Linked DNA regions of Zea mays: region 2 is linked to region 1. A link is a contact called in public Hi-C data. All regions are on one chromosome and are shown on one strand. Each heading gives the region's core, a stretch centred on a gene start, on an enhancer-like site or on the middle of the called end of the contact. The rest is flanking DNA. Distances are from core to core; before and after follow the strand shown.

The links. A called contact is a pair of places that touch in the nucleus more often than the background predicts.
Region 2: a contact with region 1 is called in a Hi-C map of tassel, with 6 times the contacts expected there. The contact joins the promoter of LOC100383365 here to the promoter of LOC100383395 in region 1. A contact is called at or near these places in 4 of 25 Hi-C or Micro-C datasets (bundle sheath, ear, endosperm and 1 more).

Annotation. Positions count from the first base shown.
Region 1 is chr5:142,499,662-142,506,110 of Zm-B73-REFERENCE-NAM-5.0, reverse strand. It overlaps LOC100383395, which reads right to left and starts at 2,688. Exons shown (of 3, transcript NM_001176050.1): 1 at 2,502-2,688; 2 at 913-982.
Region 2 is chr5:142,845,003-142,851,451 of Zm-B73-REFERENCE-NAM-5.0, reverse strand. LOC100383365 reads right to left here and starts at 2,639. Exons shown (of 5, transcript NM_001362071.1): 1 at 1,843-2,639; 2 at 1-520. The coding sequence starts at 2,002.

The DNA of each region.
Region 1 (6,449 bases), core at 1,439-3,938:
TCAAAAAAATCCCCGAACCCCTGCCCCACCCATACACAGCGGCATCGAAGCCCATGTGAGAACGACCACGACCGGGGCTGAGCCTTAGACCTGTGCTTTGGCGTGGGACAGACGAGGGGATTTTTTTAACCACAGCCTGAAATTCGCTCCCACGGGGAGTCGAACCCAGGACCTGAGGAGTGCTACTCAGACCACCTAACCAACTCAGCTAGAGGCCCTTTCGCTGATGTTATGATAAAGAAAGGCACAAAGCTAAACGACTGAATTCCAAATGTATGACAAATTGTTCCATGTGACCATACTGCTAAGAGTTGAATCACTGCTTATTTGTGTTGAAAAATGATATCAGACTCAGAGATAGGATCATAGGAATGGCCCAATGCACAGACTGTTGCTCTAGCCTAGTCAAGGGAATCATGTAGCTCCTGTATATGCCACCATCAAGGGCACCCTGAACTGATGATGGCTGCCCCCCATCATACAGTGCCAATAAGAGGGATGGTCCACATCCAATGGAACCAATGTTCCTAGGGGATTCGCTAGCCTAACAAACCTCCTAGAATATGATCTAAGTGGTGATGCAAGTGACAGGAAGGCCACTGGGAAATCCACCATTGGCCATCGATCTCTACTTCCTCACCGGAGTTCAAGAGGAGGCATGGGTGCCCAGAAAGGGCTACCATCAAGATCAACTACCGATGGCACGTTATGGTTAGATCTTTCATCCATTCCACCTAAGATCAGATAATTTGAACTTCCAAAAAAAATACAGGAACTCAAGTGGCCAAGTGCTACCAGATAAGAACAAAACAAAAACCACAGGCATCATAAACCATTGCACGACATATATACTAAGTAGGGACTAAGTTCCTGCCATAAAAAGTGGCAGAATTTGAAGCTTACGAGTCTTACCAGTAATAATCAAACAGCAGTAGACCACATGTACTTAAACGTTGATTGCCCTAATTCCCAGCAAATGTGCCTGCAAAAATGAACGCAGAAGCCAAAATATCATCATGCATGCCACAGGTTGCAACTTTGTATCAGGAACAATAATATTAACCTGTATGGATCTCTGCAAAAAGTAAGGACTAGAGTATATCTGAAGTGGGTCTATAGGTCAGTGTTATTTTTTTAGAGTCAGAATATAATTAAATATAGGGCAAGAATATTCTAGGTTCATCTCAATCCCAACAAGCAAAATGGAACTTGGTTTCAATTCACCAGATAAAACCATTAAGAAAATTTCAAATGATGCGTAATGGTACTCTCGTATGCCTTTCGTGAGCAAAAGCAACTACAAAGAAAGATATTGAACATAATTTAAACTACGAGAGAGGAGGTCAGAAGATTCACTGGAAAGGAACAGTCAAATGAGCAGAGCTTTTTACTCCATTGAACTTGCAAAGGGAAAGCAGCCTGCCGTGTTCATTTGATTACAAAATCAAGGGAATTGGAGAGGTTTGAGAGGGGTTTTGCCTTGCAGGGGATTTAATCCTCCATACAGTTCCCTTAGTTTTGGGGTCAAACGAACAGAAGGGATGGACCAGAGAGAACGAACCATGCGCGTGTAGAGGTGATCCTGCCACTGTCTTTCGATTGTAGGAGACGTAGGAACATTACTGTATACCTAAACTACATGTGATCCAATTAGGGAGCCAAGATGAAACCAACCATACATTCTTCTTCTGAAGATACTATATTGTTCATAAACGTAACTCTCTAGTCAATAAGTTTAAGATCGTTGTTTTCATGAAGCGCAACTTTGTGAAGCGCTTCTACACCTTCTCCACAAATAAACAATGGATGGGAATTCACAGTGTTCAGAGGCAGACTCTGTCACAAGGTAAGAGGAATTATGAGTGATTTCACTAAGACAACGGGTTGAAAATCTCCTCAATGCAGACATGAACCCCAAAATGAGACAGAAGCTGCAGCACAATTCAGGCTCCACTCCTCTCACCTAGACCCAGAGCCTCAGACACCATCAAAGATCTGACTCAGAACGATTCTCCAGATTTAAAAAAATAGAGACGCGACGCCGCTCCACTAACAAGTATATCCAGTTTCGCGTGCGCACCTCATCAACCGCAAGGGCACGGGTTGAGCTAAGAACTGAACGATCTCTCAAGTTCTCCATGGGCAAACGAAGGGTGGGCTCAGTACGAAGACAATAAACTAGAAGGCCATACCAACCTTCCACCTTGCACCTCTCCGGAACACTGAGCCGGAGCTGGGAAGGATCAACTTGCTGCCAGCGAAGGATTAAATAGCGGACACCCCCCACACCGCGACAAGAACTGAAATTAATAATCGTAAATTCGTGAAAACGAGCGTGGAAGAACCCGCGGGGACTACAAGGAGAGAGATTTTCGCGCAAACTTCGCTGGCGCATACGAGGACGAAAACGAAACCGCCGGCGCCGGTAAAATACGACGACGCCGACCGAGAGGGAGGCGGGCGCGCGCCACGACGGATGGGGAGGAGGGCGAAGGAGATACCTAGGCGGCGGGGGCGTTCGCGTCGTCGCCGTCGTCCGCGCCTCGGAGACGCAGGAGAGAGAGGGAGGGCTGATGGGCAGAAAGCGAGAGGCGGTGATGCGATGCGATGCGATGTCGGACGGGGACGAGGAGAAGTGGAGCAGAGAGATGCTGAGGTGAGGGTGTGGCCCTTTGCCTTGGCAACCAGAGCAGAGAGGGGCAATTACAGCATTCCTTCGGGGGGCTTTTTTAATGGAAAAAAAGTCGCTCTCCCTCCCTTTCGTTTCCTTGGGCAGAGCGGATGCCAAGTTTGTTCGGAGTCCAGCAACGGTTTATTTTGAATAAGCTTTTACGGAACATAAAAAGGGCAGAAACTATTCATGGAAACCACTGAAATAATAAAAAAAGGAAACTAAAAATAGATAATCTGGCACATGTGAACAGCCAGTGATATTTTGTTCTACTATCATATATGTTGGCTCTCTCTAAACTTTGCCGGTTTGTAAGAGAAAGTAGCTGATTAACACGACAATTTTGAGTTGTTCTATGGTATATTTTTTTTACTTTGGTTTGATGGTAAAGAATTGTAAGCTTGTATTTGTCGGAGCATCTGTCTGCAATACGTCTACGTGAGGCCAAAGAGAAGAGAATCTGTTGTTGTCCTTGTCCGTAAATCCGACATCCAGCAAGGATCTTACAGCGAAAAAGGCGACTCGACCAAACGAAGCCGCTTGGAAGAATCCATGGCCGCCTGTGCAAGTGCGCATGCCTCTATGCGGTCGGCGGCGCACCTCACGCCACCGCTACCACGTCGCGCCCATCAACCGACGCGTGGGCCCACGAACCACCTTGCCCCGCACGTCAGTCGCGTATGCTCATTGCTCACTCGGATGGCTCGCGCACTAGTACATGGACGGAATCGGGCCGTCACGGGTGACGCGACTCGCACCCGCGCTGCCGCCCTGCCTCGGATTGTGTTGTGCGTGGGGCCCAGGTGAGCAAAGGATGGTCGCGGCGGCGTCCGTGTCGCCATCCTGGAGTGGTGCCGTCTCTTTGTTTTGCAACGTGGGGGAGTGCGGCCCGGCCGACGTGTCAGCCTCCTTCCCAATTGATCTCCGCAAACTGACCTGACCTCACCTGCTATGCGCTTGCTCTCGGTGTTATATTGTTTTATTAAAATAAAAAAAAATACATCTAATTATATATTTAAACAAATGCAATTACGTAAGAAAAACAATTAGAAATTATATAACATAACCATCAAAATTAAAAACACGTATTTTATTAATCTTTTCTATACTATATAAATCATCAGTTTATATAGTTCCACGTTTACTATCGTCGTAGTGTGTCGTTCTTCCTCTTCCCGCTTTATCTAAAAATAAGGTAAAATTATGCTTAAATGGGGTTCAAAACTTGATTGTGACACCATATTCACACTAATCTAACCAATAAAATACACATATTTTTATGTTTTATTAAAATAAAGTTTACTAATGTTATATAAAAACCGTAACAATACACAGTCATCCGACTAGTATAACTAATAAACTAAGTTTTTTTTCTCATTTTCCTCCTCCACCTTTTTTATGCCTTTTCCCCTCTAGTTTAAGTTGCTTTGTTAGTTTTTTAAGGCTAATTTCTACATACCTTTTTGTCTTAGTCTATGTCGATATGGAACAATCCATCAATTATTAAATTGCTTAAATAATTTAGTTTGAGAAATCCTCTTACTAGTCTTGTAGATCTTATTTAACATTTCTTTCTATGTAGGTGGGGACTCGCTGCTACTTGTTGCTAGATCAATCCCATTTCATTGAGCTCTTGCCCTATAACGATCAATATGCTATGGTGAGTCCACTCTTTACTATGATGTAGAGCTATAATTGTCGTCCAAGTTCAGACAGGGTTTTTTTGCTCCCATCAAACAAATCATGGAAATCGGTAGGGATACATAGGAGGAGGATATGGGTATGGAACTAGAGGTTGAGTGAGAGAATGGGGCAGGCAGAAACATCATCCTGACAAATATACAGGAAAAAAGGTCATCGAAGAGGACCTCCCCAGTACAAGTAGGGGTGTCGAGAAGTTGTGCACATTTTTCCTTGATGATGTCCATAAAGGTTTGAAAGTTCGTACTCTACATAGAATTCATACTGAAATTAAAGTCTACGATATAAAGGAAGACGAGCAGAATAAAGAATAAGGAGTGTGAATGGACTAAACACGCACCTCCAATTATCGTCTGAATCCTAGGGTTTTAATCTTTTTTATTTTTTAGACTTCAAATAGTTAAAACAACTAGCTGAACCAATCAAAATACATCATGTCTCTAAAGGCGACCGGTACCGACCATACTATCCAACTAAAAGACACCACAAATAATCGGTCGCTCGATAACAACATGTACCGACCGAACTATCAACCAAAAGGCACCAAAAGTAATCAGTTGCTCGGTAACAACCTAACTGTCCAATAGACCAATCGATACCGACCGGACCATGGTCCAACATGGTTGGACCTCATGCCAAACCTTTTGACATTAAGATCGACACGGTCAGACCAACCAATGGCAAGGTTGTTGGCCAAACATCATTTTTAGATTTAGCTGGGTTTATAAAGAATTAAGAACCTATATTTTCAAATGTATTTATTATAAATACATTCAAATATATATATATAGGGCAGGTATAACGGGAGCCCTAGGCTTCCAATAGTTAAAGAAAGCCCAGGCCGACCACCCCTGCAAACTGGTTCAAACCAGCGCGCCCAAACAGGCTGTCGGGTGCGCCACCTGCCCCACGTCTGTTAGCGCAAAAAAAGGAATGCATGCATGAGTCAAACACGATCCAATGCATACACATAAATTTAGGAAAGATATGTGCGGCAGTTTCTGTTTTTAAAATCCTTTATTTCCTCTATAAATTTAGGATCGCTGCAACAGCCATGCAGCTAGACGCGTAAGGACCATTTTATGATATATACTGAGACTAAATATACTACACTGTGTTAATAATTATGCAATTCGATATACTGTGTAAAAATCTGTTACCAGCTGCATGCACACGAATTTATGATAAAAAAATGTGCAATGAAAGGAAATGAATTACACGCATAGAAACAAAAAATCGTATTTAATGTTTTATTTCCTTCATAAATATAAGGTCCCTCCAACAGCCATGCAGCTAAAACACATTAAATCTAGTTTATGACATATACTGATACAAATTATACTACATGGTGTAGGTATTTATGCAATTCGTTACACTACGTAAAAAATCTGGCATGTTGTTCACTGGTGGACGCACCTCCGGGTTGGAGCGTAATAACCTTAAGTTTTGAGCATAAAATCCCTCAATTATAAGCGTATATACCGAGCCAATGTGAGAGGTTGATAGCTCTAGTAGGTTGTTATTACGATCCTATTTTTATGGCAGATCCGAAAAATATGGCAGTCGCATGCATGCGGTTATACAGATCCTAAAATTATGGCAAAATGCATGCATGAGTCAAACACGTTCCCTTGCATGCGCGTAAATTTAGAAAAGATAGGTGTGGCGGTTTCTATTTTAAATGCTTTATTTCCTCCATAAATTTAGGATCGCTGCAACAGACATGCAACTAAAACTCGTAATGACAATTTTATGCTATATACTGATACTAAATATGCTACACTGTGTAGATAATTATGCAATTCGGTATACTGCGTAAAAATCTGCTACAGGCTGCATGCACACAAATTTATGATGGAAAGAATATGCAATGAAAGGAAATGAATTGCATGCATAGAAACAAAAAAATCACATTTAATATTTTATTTGCTTCATAAATATAGGATCCCTCCAACAACTATGCAACTAAACGCATTAGAACTAGTTTATGATGTATACTGAAACAAATTATACTACACGGTGTAGGTATTTATGCAATTCCTTACACTGCGTAAAAAATCTGGCATGTTGTTCACTG
Region 2 (6,449 bases), core at 1,390-3,889, 350 kb before region 1:
GTGCTAGGAACATCTAAATTCTTGTCACTCAGATGTCCCTTCTCACCGCTAGCATATATGAATCCTGGTTTTTTATGACACTCAGATGGCCCTTCTAAAGGGTAAGCATTAGAAGGGATGTTGCTAACCACAGGCCTTGGTGATCTGTCACTTGCCCTCGCTGGCTGCTTTGCTTCTCCTTTCTCTTCAAGACGAATGCGGCGGTATTTTGCCTCCTTAACTTCCCTGCTGTCATCTCTAAGTGCAGGTTCAAGTTTCATGGTGCAGTTGGGTGCACAAGTAGCATGGTTATCATCGAAACTGAATCCAGATTGGCTATGTGCAGCCGCCACCATTCTGTTGGGTGCAAATCTCTCTTCTGACCTAGCTTCGATCTTGTTGGTGTCTGCTTCTCGAACAGCACAGCTAGCTTCAGATGCTGCTCCTTTCTTATCTGGTAAACTCTCAAGCACTTCAAGGTACTTCACATGCTCAGTATCAGACTTATCTGAAGAAGTATCAGATCCTGAGCTCTTCTTTGCTGCAAATGGTTAACGGGGGAAAATGTGAACATGAGAATAAACATACAGGAAACATTTTTTTGGATAAAAACATACAGAAACAATCAGCTAAACAATGAAAATATCAGAATATATACAAAGAACACACGTATTCAAAACAAAGAATGAGTAACCGAGGTTCCAAGATTTTGCACAGAATTACAGCCACGTCCACAACAAATTCTGTCAGTCAACAGTCAACACTGAGTATCCTAAGGTGACATTAGTGCAACAGCAAACACACGACCAAACATTGGAGAATGTTAACAGGGAATTAAAGAGAGAATACAGAACTGTAAGTGGACCAGTTTAAATAGAATGTTCCAATTATTTCCAGATGTTAAAATGAATGGAGACTCTTTCAAAAAAGAAACTAGGCACTCTCTGTTGCTAGCCACAGCCATTTTATGTGTCCAATCCAAAGAAATATGTCGAAGTGACAATCATAGTGAAGATCTAGAAAATCCAATGGGTTTAAGTTTTTCCCAGTTTGGGGACCACAAGCCGAGATGACTCCCCAGAAATGATCCATGCTCTGAGTCATAAGAAGTTATAAAATCAACATGTTTAAACAAGGTTACAATCTACCAGATTTTAAAATGAGCAACCCTTGTTCAACGCATGCAAATATAACCAGCAAAAACTTGCATCAAGGGGAATGTCCCAGAAGATAACTTCTGTAATTTTAATAAAAACAACAGGAGTGGGGCTGCGTACGAATTACTGAAACTTTTTGACTGCAGGCTGTGAAGAAACAAGGTTTGGCTCCAAATTACTGCGAAAACAGAATTGGGTTCACCAAAGACAGAAGTGCTTTTACTGTGCCATCGTACCAAGTGTGGCAGGATCGACGGCAAATCCGGAGGAAGTTGCGAATACAACAAGGGAGTCCTCAAAGAAGGAAACGAGCATTTCACAATAATGGGGACCAAAAGAAAAGAGACACTACACTGGATTGCGTAGAAACTATAAGAAACATGCGGAGAAAAATGGAATCTTTCGGAACTCAGAAGAGGACGAAACGAGCTGGTCATATCCGCGTCCCAGGAAACCGCCCAACCCAGCAGCAGCAGTCCCCACGAGGCAATTTCAAAGAGTAACCATGTGATTGTCGAGAAGAATCTCTTGTTGTGGCCGATTAGTGTGAAATTAGATTGCTGATCTAATGCAACAAAAAATGCAGGTGGATTGAGTAGAGATAGTAGACTACCACGAAGACAAGGATGCCCAATAAGAACAGGAGAGAAGTAGGGAAGGGAGTGATTGCAGACGAAAAAGGTGGGGGGGTGCACCGTGCACCTACCTTGGAGCGTGGCGCCGCAACCGCCGCAGACGTAGACGGAGTAATTGGGCAGCTCCGGCAAAAGTTTGTCGCACTTGGGGCAGCGCACCACCCGTATCTGCTGCTGCGGTGGCGGCGGGCGCTGCACCACGGAGCCGGAGCTGTCCTCCTCACCCTCCATGCACAATATGCCGTCGGCTCCTGAGGGCGCCTGAGCGCGACGGAATCCCTCGTCCCGCCGCGAGTCGCTCACAGCACCAACCGCCGCCGCCGAGACGGACGCATACAAGTCGGCGAGTGGAGTCAATCAAGGGAACGCGAAGCGGCCCGGCGGGGATCAGAGAAGCAATGCGCAGGAAGGGCGTGGCCGGCAAGGAAGAGGCCGGAGAGCAAGGCGCCAAGAGCGGCCCGGAAGGAAAACGGAGCCCGAGAGGACCGGCTGGGGAGGAAACCGAGAACGACCAGGTGCGCACAACCGCAACGCGACGCAGAGACAGGAAGGGGAGGGAGAAGAAGAGGCCGAGCAGGCGGGCGACCGTGATGAGGCGCCGCTTTTTCTCCTCTCTGTCTCTCTCACCCCCGCGCGGGGTGGGACGCCCGAATGCCCCCCTGGCTCAGTCGGTCAGGCGGTGAGCCACTCCACTCGACCACTCCAGCCCAGCAAAGCTCCCTCCTTTCCTTTGCGACTGCCTCGTTGCCGTCTGCCTTGGGTCTCCCTCCAACTTTGGCTGCTGTCTTTCGGTCTTTCCTCTCGCTGTGTCCCTCCTTCTGGCTTTGTGTTGGGCGCCGAGGTGAGGGTGTGACCGCGTGAGGCGAAGGTGACTGAGGAGGTAGAGGACTGGAGGTCAGGCGTTGTGCCGTTGTATGCTGAATAAAGAGGGTACGGTAAAAATGTTGTTTAAAGAAAGGTATAATGTGGCTTTGCTCAACAACACGGTACAGTACATAAAGTTATCTCCACCAGATCCCTATTATATCTCTCTCGTGATCTATTTTAAACTTCTCTTTATAAATAATGTTAAACATTATCATTTACCATCTACCGTTACACGTCTGCTATTTTTCATACACTACTAGAGACAGTCAAGATCACTCTGCTCTTACGCAACGCAAACAGCCCCCTCTGAGTCTTCTCTCCTGCTGCCAGGTTGCGTAAAATGTCGACAATGCAGCGGCATGTTGCATTCCTGATGGTGAAACCCCCACCCAACCCGTACTCTAGAGTGGGATTATTTTTCTTTAGGGCTAGTTTTGAAATTCAAATCTCCTCTAAAATTGGAGAGTGAGGAATTTTTCTATTGTTCATCATGTCTGGGTAGTTTTGCCATTGAAACAAATTTATAAAGGTTGTTAGTTTATCTCTATCATCATCTCTATAAACAGTACAATATATACACGATTTGTTGCTCATATCATTATATAAAGATTCGTCGATCTAGATGATTCAAATCAATTGGTTCCAGGTTCCAGCCATATGCGCTAATTTTAGGCTGCCTTTTGGAATATCGGATTTGAGAATCCGACCGTACATTTTATTCAAGAAAATTCAGCATAAGATTTATAATTGATATTCTTTTCTTGCAGCACATCCATATACAGGTAGGGGTATTCATAGGTAATTGAGAGGGATAGTGGATCCCCAAATACTATTATACACCCAATTATCTTCTACATTCCCAAAATATTTTTTTAACGGGGTCATTATAATGGACAGAGTATAGTAATTCCGCGCACTAAAAAATCTACACCGCAAAGGAGCTTACAAGTGGGACCATATGACTGTGGGGCAGAGTCATGGGTTTCTCAGTAGCCTGTCGAGGCCTCCACTCATGTGTCGCACCCTTGGTTCTGCAAAGTCACGTCCTTGCCTTCGCTTGGACTGGGCGTTCGCTGTCTGAGAGAAGACCTTCAGTGTACGTTTGAGCCTACAACGAGCCCCCTTCTCGTCTATCGCGGGCCCTCGCCTTCGCTACCCTATGGAAGGGCGTCAAATCCAAAGTACCATTCGTTTGATGTTCATGTGTAAGAAATGTCTGGTCGTAGTTGCGTTAGAGAGATCGAGGTCAAGTTCGGCCTCCGCTCCAACACTACCCCCGAGGGATCAGTATTGAAGTGGCCCGAGGGGGATGGTCGAACGTTGGTCCCGAAGTCTTTTTACATGGGATGGCCAAACGCTGCCCTCGATCACATGTTGAAGTGGCCCGAGGGGGTTTTAGTAATGTGACTGCTGCGGGATGTGATCGTTGGGGGATGCGATGTTTTTACTATTGGGCCTTTGGTTTCCCGAGGCGTTTTCTGGTCTATAAAAACTGACGCTGCCCATGAGGTAAAAACTTTCACGCGCCGGCACGAAACCCTCGTTCGTTCAGTTTGAAAAAGCTGCTACACGCCTTCTTGCGCTGCTCACGCCGAGGAGGTTTCTCGCCGCCGGTGAACTAGCCCATGTGAAGCAGATCGCTCGCCGCCGCACACGGTACGTAATGCCATCTTCTCCCTCCTCGTCGTCCACCCCGACTGCGCCATCGAGCGCGCTGTGCTCGGAGAAGACGGTTAGCGATTCAGTGACGGGTGTGGATCTATTGCCGGAGCACACGGTGGAATTCGGTAGGTCGAGGATCTACTCGGGCCGCGTGCATGAAATGCAACGCTTAGGGTATTTTGGAGATGGTGTGGGGCGTGCTCCGGGAGACAACGAGGTCCCGGAGCCAGAGGGGGAGTTGGTTGTTTTTGAAGTGTTTTTCACTGATGGTCTTCGATTGCCTGTGCATCGATTTGTCGTCGAAGTCCTGCAGCGTTTCGAAGTCCAACTTCACCAGCTTATGCCCAATGCCATGGTGGCGTTGGCGAAGTTTATGTGGGCATCATCTACATATGGTGGTGAGCCCTTAGTTGAGGTCTTCGCTAAGAACTATTGTCTTCACTGGCAGAAGAAGTTTGTTGGTGGAAAGATTATGCAGTTTGGTTCGTGCACGTTCACTCCGAGGATTGGGAAGACTTCGAGTGAAGATGTGGAACTCATTCTGTGTGCAAAGAACAAGTGAGGGAACTAGTGGGATTTTTTGTTTTATGTGACATTGAAGGATGTCTCCAGTGCTTCCTCCGTCTATATTGTGCTCGCATTGCTACGTCGCCTTCCCGTCGTTTAAACCGAAGAAAGGAGATGTGAACGAAGACGCCCTTCGTCGTGCCTCCAAGGCGAGCAGCAGACATGACTTGAAGGAGGAGTTTATTGCCTACGGAGTGTGGCTGCTTGCGCATGGCTAGGAGGTGGATGAGGTGAAGCTGCGCCCGCAGCTCAATGGTGAAGGTACGAGGCAGAAGCGGTAAAAATTGTAGGGAAATATTTGACGAAGATGGAGATGCCGAGGAGTTAGGACATACTCGGTTCGAATGTCATGCTGAATCGGGTCTTCAAGCTTAATGGCCTTCAGTACAACTCGTATCCTGAGGAGGGCACTTCTGATGTTGGGGATATTGATGATCACAAGAGAAATGGCGTGGTGACCCGTGGTGGTGTGAATGAGGGGTGCTCTAAAGGTAAGGCCGTGGTTATGGTGGTGAGAAAAAATAGGAGGGTTGAGGATAAAAAGAAGGGTTTGGCGAAGACATCTAGGGTGGCGGGAGCCTCGGACAGATTTGTTGAGGAGCTGGCGGAGATGTGCGCCGAACCAGGGGAGGTCATGACCTCGTCCGACCTCCGAGAAGCATCTTCTCTGATGCTGAAAGGCGTTTGCATCTGGTGGTGTTGTGACCGCTGTTGTGAGGCAGTTGCGCTATGTAAGTGGCTCTCTTTATCATTTTTTTATGAAGTCTATATGTGTCAGGTTGCTGCTTTTGCTGAAGAAGTGGCGTCTAGGGCATTAGTGCATCTCGTGACCTCACAATTGTGCTCAGAGAAGAAACGACTCGAGGACAAGGTTGAGCGTCTCCGGACGCAAAATACAGAAGCTATTAGGGACAAGTATGCTACCGAAAACAAAAGTTGCAACCTTTTGGACAAGTTTGGACCTCTTGAGAAGGAGAACGAGGGGCTAGACATTAGTTGGGCGAGCTGAAGGATGTCGTGGCCAAGTCGCAGGCGGAGGCCCAGGTTGCCCGAGAGCGTGTTGTCACGTTGGAGCTAGAGACGAAGAATGCGAGGACTTATCATGATAAGGTGGAGGCTGCCACGCGAGCCGGTGTGGACCGAGCGCATGCTCTTTTTGCTGACGCCTATCGTGATTTGGGTGCTGAGACAGCCCCCTTCGACAGATCTGGGGAGGTGGGGACTCGCTTCCTCAGTTAGCTGCAAGAGGAGCGAGAGTCCCTCTCGTCCATCGTGACCGACCTGATGTCCTACACGTCCCTCATTACTTGCGAAGGCGCTGTAAATGCCTTGTCCCCTGAAGGCTGTCGGTACTTCAAAGCTTTTAACCAAGGCAACGAGGGCCTCGACCGGGAGGTGTTCCAGGTTGAAGACGCTATACTGAAGCGGTCTGCTGGAGCTGTATGATCAGATGTGGGGGCCACATGGTCACACTGTTGTTAGGGAAAGGGTCGATCGTGCGTTGGAGCAAGTGAAGGCCTTTTCTCTGGTCGGGGTGGGAAGCTATGTTTACATTTGTGATCTATAATGCTTTGTTGTTTTC